Linked DNA regions of Capra hircus: region 2 is linked to region 1. Evidence: chromatin contacts called from public Hi-C data. All regions are on one chromosome and are shown on one strand. Each heading gives the region's core, a stretch centred on a gene start, on an enhancer-like site or on the middle of the called end of the contact. The rest is flanking DNA. Distances are from core to core; before and after follow the strand shown.

Region 1 (4,009 bases), core at 970-3,469:
GACTGAGGCTCTGGGCCTTCCTGAGGAGGAGCTCGGTAATAAGCAACTCACAGGCAGAGTGACAAAGCCCCTCCCAAGCCTGGCACTCTGACTTCAGGCCTCCAGGATGCGCTTCAGGGCTCCTCTGGCTGTGCTCTGGCTGGAGGCAGAGGGAGGGACAAGATGACCTTGGGCTGTCCCCCATGCAGAGCTCCCCTGTTCCCTAGGCCTGGATCAGATTTCCGGCCCCCGGGGAGGGCAGAGGGGGCTAGTTGATGGAGGAAGCATGTGTCCTGGTCTGGCAGCTGGACCTGGGGGCCTTGCCCTGGGTCCTGGGGCCTTTCCTGCAAAGGGAATATCCAAGAGCAGGAAGGAAGGAAGTGGGGAGGGGGAGGAAGGCGGGGGGAGGGAGAGAAAGGATGGGACAGGCCCCAGCTGGGAGTGAGTTTTCTCTGGGGCTGGTTGAGAAAAGACATCTGGACTGGCCTGGCTGAGAGGCCGTGGGTCTGGTCACCCTGGCCGGGGCTTGGATGTGGGTGAGGAGGTGGCGGGGCAGGGGGAGACCAGAAAAGAGGATGCGTCCCACCCTCTGTCTCCTCATCTGTGTCACAGGTATGAGAACACCTTCTTCCTGGGCAGGATGGGGAGTAAAACATGAAGTCTAAAATGCAAAGTGCCACAGGGGCCTGAGAAGTGCGTCATGCCTGTTTGGTCCTTCCTACCTGGCCTGGCAGCCTGACCTGTGAGACTGCATAGACCACAGACTTCATTCAATAACCATTATGAAGCACCTACTGTCTGAGGAGCACAGGGCCTGTGATGGTCCAGGGGAGGTGCCTGACTCAGGTCAGGAGGCAAGGGAAGGCTTCTTAGCAGAGCTGACATTCATGCCAAGACTCAAAGGATGAGTGTGAATTTGCCAGAAAAGGGGCCTGGTGGGGAAGAAGGGTACTAAGTGCAGGGAAAGAAGAGCAGGTCTTGAGCCCAGGGTTCAGGGCGAGCAGTGCTATGGCGGCAGCAGGATGCGTGGCCAGGAGCAGAGGGAGGAGGTGAGGTGGGGTCTTGGGGCTCAGCAGTAGTGCTGTGGATTTTATCCTGAGGGCACTGGGGAGCCACAGAAGGTTATAGGCAAGGGTGGCACAGTCAGAGTGGAATAAGGCCCAGTGGAGGGCACTCAGGGTGCCCACCCCTGTGCCCTCATCTCTCACAGGCCCTCAGAGCAGCCAGGCTGGAGCTTCAGAGCCCTTGAGTAACTCCTCAGGTTTTCCCACCCCATTTCTTTGTCAGGGCTTCCTCCCCACCTGGAAATTATTTCCCTGGAGAAGCCAACACCCTCCCCTGACCATGAAGACACAGCACGGGGAGGCAGAGCAGCCCTCAGTCCCCTTTCCTTTCCAGGCCTCCTCATCAGTGAGCCAATAGGAGACAGGGTTGGTAGAATGTGTGCGAACTGAGCGAAAGAAAGACAGTTGGCTTAGTTCGTGCAGTGTTCCTGGCCCTCAGGTAAGAATAAAATACACGTGCACGCACAGGCTACAAAATGCGAACTGTGAGTCTACACCTGAGTGAAATGTCCTTATATTTGCATTTAAAACTGGCCTTGCACAAGGTAAAGGTGAATGGTAAAAGTCATGCTAGTCATTAGAATTTTTAATTTTTCTTTACTTAGAATGACATTAAATAGCCGATAAGAATGATCATAACAAGTTGAGAGACCACACAGGAAAGGAAACAGCTTTATGTATATTAATATTAGGCACTGTTTCCTTCCTTTTTGGACAAGGAAGGGGCTCTGCATTTCCATTTTTTGATGGGTCCTGCTCTGGGTGAAAGACCCCCTCCACATCTGCTTTAGGGTGGGAGCTATGAGGTGGGGACTCGGGGCTGCCTCAGCCCTGGGCAGTCCTTCTGTGGTGCAGTCAGTGTGGTGAGTGAGGCTCTTAATTCCCTGAACCCAGGGGTGTAAGGCAGGAGATGGAACTGCCTCCTTTTCCATCATGTCCCTCCTAGCTGGGGAAGACTTAGCCCTTTCTGGGGGTCCTGCTTCTCCCAGTCAAGGGTTTGGGATGGCATCGGAGGAGGCCAGCCCCTCAGGCCTGAAGATGATGCTGTCCTTGGCCTGGGAGGACCTCTTCACTGATTATCGTGCAACTATCCAGTCTGCAGGCCCCAGAGGACTCCTGGCTCCTTCCCCCTAAGACAGGGCTCCGCAAGGTCGTGACCTGCAGAGGGACCTCGGAAGCAGGCTGTTGTGAAGCTGTAGGCGGCTTCTGTCTCCCCTCTTCCAGTGCCACCCCAACTGGGTGAACAAGACAGGTGGGTTCTTTCTCTTTGGCTTGCTTTTGAGGGGCAGTGAAGGGAAGAGGGGAAGCCCTGTGGCAGGGATCAGCCAGCAACCTGGCTCCTACAGAGGCAGTGGAGGGTGGGAGTGCAGTGGGGTGGGGAAGAAGGAGCCTCCTCAGACTAGGCCTCTGAGGGGAGGTTGTCTGGGGGTAGTTAAGACTCCCTTGCCATTGTTTGCCTCCTGTTCTAGTCTCACCAACTTGCCCAAGCTCTCTGACCCTACTTCCTCCTTGATATCTCAGGATAATGACTGAACTTGCCCCAAAGACTGCTGTGAACATTCTCTGAGCTAATGCACAAACAGCATTTAGTGTGGAGCTTGGCATTTAGAAGCCACCACTCACAGAAGCTCATGTGTTGTGGAAAAGGAGGTTGGTGACTTGGTGAGACCTCCCTCCTCTGCCACCGAGAATGCCCTCCATCCCCTCTCCCTCCTGGGCCCGCCTCCTTTCCCCTTTCCCCTGCCTCCCCTCCTCCTCTCCCTGCTGTTCCTCTAGCATACCAGGCTTGCGCTCACCTCAGGGCCTTGGCACTTGCCGCTCCCTCTCTCTGCAGCTCTGGACTCTCAGATGCTTGGAGACTGACTCTCATTTCTTGGGTCCCACATAAATGTCCCCCCCTCCGGATGGTGTGCCTGACTGTGCTAGCTGCTGTCTTCCTGGTGAAGCCGCTCTTACATTTCACCTGATAGGTGATAATTTTGTTTACTTGGTTATTCAGCATCTTTCTTCCTCCCTCTGCCAGGTAGTGAGCCTCAGGTAGGTGGGCGCCTCATCTCTCATGTTTCCCAAGACCTCAGTGACTGGCAGCACATAACAGATACACTGCAAAGACGGAGCCCTGCTTCCCTGGAGTTCACAATTTAGTGAGTGAGGTGGGATTAAGCAAGCAAGTGTTTTGATACATATTTTTTATTTATTATTTTTCATGATGGTAAGATATATATATATATAAATAAATATATATAATGTTTGTAACCATTTTTAAGTACACAGTTCAGTGACATTGAGTCTTTTCACATTGTTGTGTAACCATCACCACCATCTATCTCCAGAACTATTTTTATTCTTCAAAACTGAAACTCTGTATCTATTAAACAACTCCCCATTCCTTGCACCCTCTCCAGCCCTGGCAACCACCATTTTCCTTTTTGTCCCCAAGAATTTGCCTACTCTATGTCGCTCTAATAAGTGGAATCATGCACTATTTGTCTTCTTGTGACTGGGTTAGTTTGCTTAGCATAATGTCCTCAAGATTTATCCATTTTGTAGCATGTATCAGAATCCCCTCCATTTTTATGGCTGAATAATATTCCATTGCATGTATATATTGCCCTTTGTTGATCCATTTTTCTGTCGATGAACGTTTGGGTTACTTCCACCGCTTGGCCGCTGTATATAATGGTTCTGTGAACATGGGTGTACACATATCTTTCCAAGACCCTGCTTTCGATTCTTTCGTGTGTATACTCAGAGGTGGAATGATAGGATCATATGTTACTTCTTTTTTTAACTTTTTGAGGAATCAGCATTTTATTTATTACCTCAGTGGCTGCAACCTTTTACATTCCCATTAACAGTGCAAAAGGGCTCCAAATTTCTCTGCATCTTCACCAACACTTGTTATATTCTGCTTAATTTTTTTAGTAGTCATCCTAATGAGTGTGACGTGGTATCTCACTGTGGCT
Region 2 (4,220 bases), core at 955-3,454, 110 kb before region 1:
GGAATTTGGACCAACTGGCAAGATTTGGGATCCAGGCACAGAGGTTGAGGGATTAGTCAGATACACAGCCAGACAAGAGAATGTTTGAAGTCTTTCCTGGTGGAACATTTACGGGGCGCTCCCTGGCTGCAAGGGATTACTGGAAGCCCCTGGGAGGGCCAAGGCCTTAACTGGAGGAAATGAGGGCTCCAGCCCAGCTAGCCCTACAACTGGAACCACAGGAGTGGCTTGTAAGGCTGTGTTGAAGGATCTTCACCTTGTTCCTACACACATGTACCACTAGGAAATGGTGTCTGGGGGTTGGGGGTTGAATTTTTTAATCTGGGGCCAGCCCTCTTTCCTGATTTAGATTTGTAATAGGGAGGGCTCTGGAGCTGATGCCTCCGTTTCTATACGGGAAATGAAGCAATGGAGAGACAGATTTGCCATGGTCTTTAAGGAGCTTTCGTGGGAGGTTCTGGGACCCTGTTGGAACTGAGTATATCATTGTTGGGCCTCCTGTGTTCTCAACCTTGTGAGAGTGGCAGGAAATGGGGCCAGTAACTATGTACTAGTTGAGCTGTACCTGATGAGAGATTGGAGGTGGTTTCCCCACCAAAGTCCCAGAGTGTGTGTGGCCAGTGTGGCAGTGTACTAAGGGAATTGATATGTGTGACCACTGTGTGAATGAGTATAGCGTTTTGAGTTTGTGATGCTTGGATTGTGTTTCCCAGGTGCGTGTAATGGCTGAACTAGTTTTGTTGCTGAGATGAATCAGATTTCTGGAGAGGGATGGACCTATCTGGAGAGAGTGATGTTATTAAGTAGTTATAATCATTATATTGATATGACTTAATTAGTATGTGTTGTGTGTGTTAGTTGCTCAGTCGTGCCCGACTCTGCGACCCCATGGACTGCAATCCACCAGGTTCCTCTGTCCATGAGATTTTCCAGGCAAGGATTCTGGAGTGGGTTGCCCATTTCCTTCTCCAGGGGATCTTCCCAACCCAGGGATCAAACCTGGGTCTCCTGCACTGCAGGCAGATTCTTTACCGACTGAGCTACAAGGGAAGCCTGAAATATTTTGGCCACATGGCATGTGGAATCTTAGTTCCTAGATCAGGGATTGAACCTACAACCCCCTACAGTGGAAGCGCAGAGTCTTAACCACTGGACTGCCACGGAATAATCCCAGTACCCACTGTGTTTTGAATGCTTACCAGGTACTTGGCCCAGTACTAAGTGCCTAACCTGCTCATTGGTTCTGTAAGAGCCCTCAGAGTTAATGCTGGTTTGCCTGTGCCACAATATTTATTTTCCCATGTTATATTCATATTGGGGGGTGAGATTCAGCTGCATCTGTTGTCTTAGTTGCTGAAATGCAACTTGTGGCAGTGTGGGGCCCTGTTGTATACCTGGGCTCTCTATCCTTTTGGGTTGCCAATACGGGGCACTGTTGTTTCTTAGTTTTAAGACCCAATTTGACAATGTTCTTTGAGGTGATGGTGTATAATTCGGTTGTGACTTTTTTGTTTTGTTGTGACTTTGTTGTGCAACCAGAGTATGTGACTCCCTTCTGTCATGTAGTTGAGACCAGCTAGTGGAATGCATGACTTTTGTGTCTTGGTGATAATTGTGGGTGTCTACTGAAGCGACTTAGCAGCAGTAGCAGCAGCAGTGTAGATCACCGGTTGTGGTGGTGGTGTGAACTGGTTGTGTGATACTGTGGCTGTATTGTTATTTGTGTGTGTCCGTGGGAACCATTTGTTTGACCCCTTGACCTCCTGCCATAACTTGTCTCAGACACTGTTCAGTTCAGTTCAGTCCAGTCACTCGGTCGTGTCCGACTCCTTGCGACCCCATGAATCGCAGCACGCCAGGCACTGTAGTAGTGTGCAATAACTCCATGTGGTGAGTGTGCTTCCTTGGTGGGGGCTGTGGCCCATAGTGACCCATCCCTGTACAGACTGTGTGTCCATGTGACCCCATGTGCCGCTGAGCCCCTTATGGGGTCTGCGTGTTATTTGACCTCAGCCGCAGATGCCCCCACCTCTGCCAGCCCCGCTGCCCCTCCCCCGCGCCGCCCGCCCGCGCCTTGCAGCGATCGATCGCCATTGATTGTCCCTGACGAGCTGCTCCACTTTCCAGCCAATGTCAGGAGGGGGGATCTCCGCCGCCCTGGCGGTGTCATTTCCACACACTCCCTGGGCTGCCGCCAGTGCGGGCGCCACTAAGAGCCGGCCTGGATCGCCCGGAGCGCGGACCGCGGACCGCGCCGCCCACACCATTCCAGGACGCCCGACGGCGAGGCCTGACCAGCGCCCCCCAACCCCCACCTCCGCCTGCCTGGCCTGCGGCCCTGCACCCAGACCCTCCTCCCTGGGTGGGTGGATGTTGTCGATACACCAGTTTGAGCTGGCCCGGGGGAGGGTTGGGGCACGCTCCTTTAGCCCTTGTGCTTGGGTGGGGGCGTGAGGGGCCGTTTCCGGCGGGCGGAGGCGCCTGCGGGCCAACTTTGCCGCGGCCCAAACAGATGCTAATGATTTTCCGGGAGGCGCCGGTTATCTCTGGCCCCAGCCAGCCAGTACTCTGGCCTGGGCTGGGCGTAGCTCCCCACCCTCCCTTTCACCCTTCTGACCCTCGCCAAATGACCACCTGGCCCCAAGCGGACAGTGAGGGTCGCAGGCTGCCCAGGGCGCCCCCAGAGCTCTGGCTACAAGGGGATATTTGCTCCTGTTCACCCAAAATGCTGCTGCATCCTCTGAGCCCCTTCCCAGCTCTGGCCTCTGCTCCTCAGCTCCCAGTCTAAACAGGGGAAACTGAGGCTCGGTAAAGCCCAATGCAAAGTCATGCTGACACAGTGCCTGCCGGGCTGAGTGGGTCATGCTCTTTCGAGGCCACGCTGTCGGGGTCGGGGACTCACAGCCTCCCTGGTCCCCCTTTGCCCAGGGGCCAGAGCCAGTTTCCAGGCTCCCCCATGGAAGTGCTGACGTGGCTTTGGGCAGCTGTCTGGGGCCGGGAAGCGGGGCAGATGTCACAGCCCAGGGGAGGAGGCGGCTCCAAGGGCGGGCAGGGCCTCTTTCCTGGCGAGACACGCCTCCTCCCCTAGCCTGGCGTGGTCTGGGGCTGGGGCACAGCCACTGGCCAGGCTGACCCGCCTCCAAGTGTAGCTCCAGCACCTCTGTGTGGCAGCGGACAAGCACTGTAACTTCTCTGGTCCTCTTCCTTCCCCCTGGAGGAATAGAACAGCACCTGCTTTGGATGAGTGTGAACCTCAGGTGAAAGCAGAGGTGTGCAAAGCCCCCAGTCCAGTGCTGGACACACTGTTCCCCACTCAACATGTGTTATTTATTATTACTATTGTCTGTCATTATAAGTGGGACTTTCGTGTGTCCAGAAGCAAAACCGAGTCCTGAGAGTGCCAGCTGGCTTTAGAGGTCATTCCAGCCAGCCTCCTGCCTCAGTGCCCCTGGCCTTCTGCATTTCTCATGCCTGTCTAGCTTTGTTTCTTCTCATTGAAGTGTCAGCCCCCCTCAGCTCTGCCTGCTGCCAAGCTGCCCCCACCCGCTCTTATCGGTGTGGTTCCCGCCTATCTGGCCGCCACATTGGGTCCCTCGAGCAGCATAGCCCCCCTGGGAACAGCAATCGATGGGGCGGAACAGCCTCCCTGACAGATGGACCCACGGAGGCTGGGCTGCTTCAGCAGAGCTCCCTAGGAAACCAGAGACAGGAGCGGAGCCACTGTGGCTGCCTCCTAAATAGAAGTGGGAGGGGGTGGAGAGATGAGGAGGAGGCCAAAGCTTGCAGCCAGCCCCAGGCTGAGCCAGCCCCCTGGGGATGGGCCTGGAGGGGTAGGGCAACCTCTACCTAGGATCTAGGCTTTTCTATAGGCCCAGATCCTCTTGAGGGGAGGGCTCTGTACAGCTTGCTTGGTAGATAGGATATGTCCAGAGTTGTGCTCCTGGGCAGGTGAAGTTTTGCCATGCATTCCCCTCCGCCAACCATGAGCACTTTTACTAACAAGCCCAGAGGCTGGTGGGTAGGTGGGTAGGCAGGCGGCTTACCATATTCTTCAGGCCACAAGGAGCCTGTTGCTCTGCCTGTGGGCAGTAAGAGATGATGAAGTGTGTGTGTCTGTGTGTGTGTGTGGAGGATGCCTCCTGTCTCCTACCAGACTCCCAGATTAGTCAGGGACTTCTTCCCAGGTTTCTCAACCTCAGCACTAGTGACATTTTGGGCCA

The links. A called contact is a pair of places that touch in the nucleus more often than the background predicts.
Region 2: a Hi-C map of blood shows a contact between it and region 1, with 4 times the contacts expected there. The contact joins the enhancer-like site here to the promoter of PSD2 in region 1. A contact is called at or near these places in 3 of 5 Hi-C or Micro-C datasets (all in blood).

What each region holds. Positions count from the first base shown.
Region 1 is chr7:59,548,080-59,552,088 of ARS1.2, reverse strand. It overlaps PSD2 (PH and SEC7 domain-containing protein 2), which reads left to right and starts at 2,219. Exons shown (of 16, transcript XM_018050299.1): 1 at 2,219-2,295.
Region 2 is chr7:59,660,670-59,664,889 of ARS1.2, reverse strand. No RefSeq gene overlaps it. Among named protein-coding and RNA genes, the nearest start is that of CXXC5, 11 kb to the right of the region's middle. Within about 2 kb of position 2,204, at least 5 of the 5 cell types and tissues checked have an H3K27ac peak or open chromatin away from gene starts, as enhancers often do.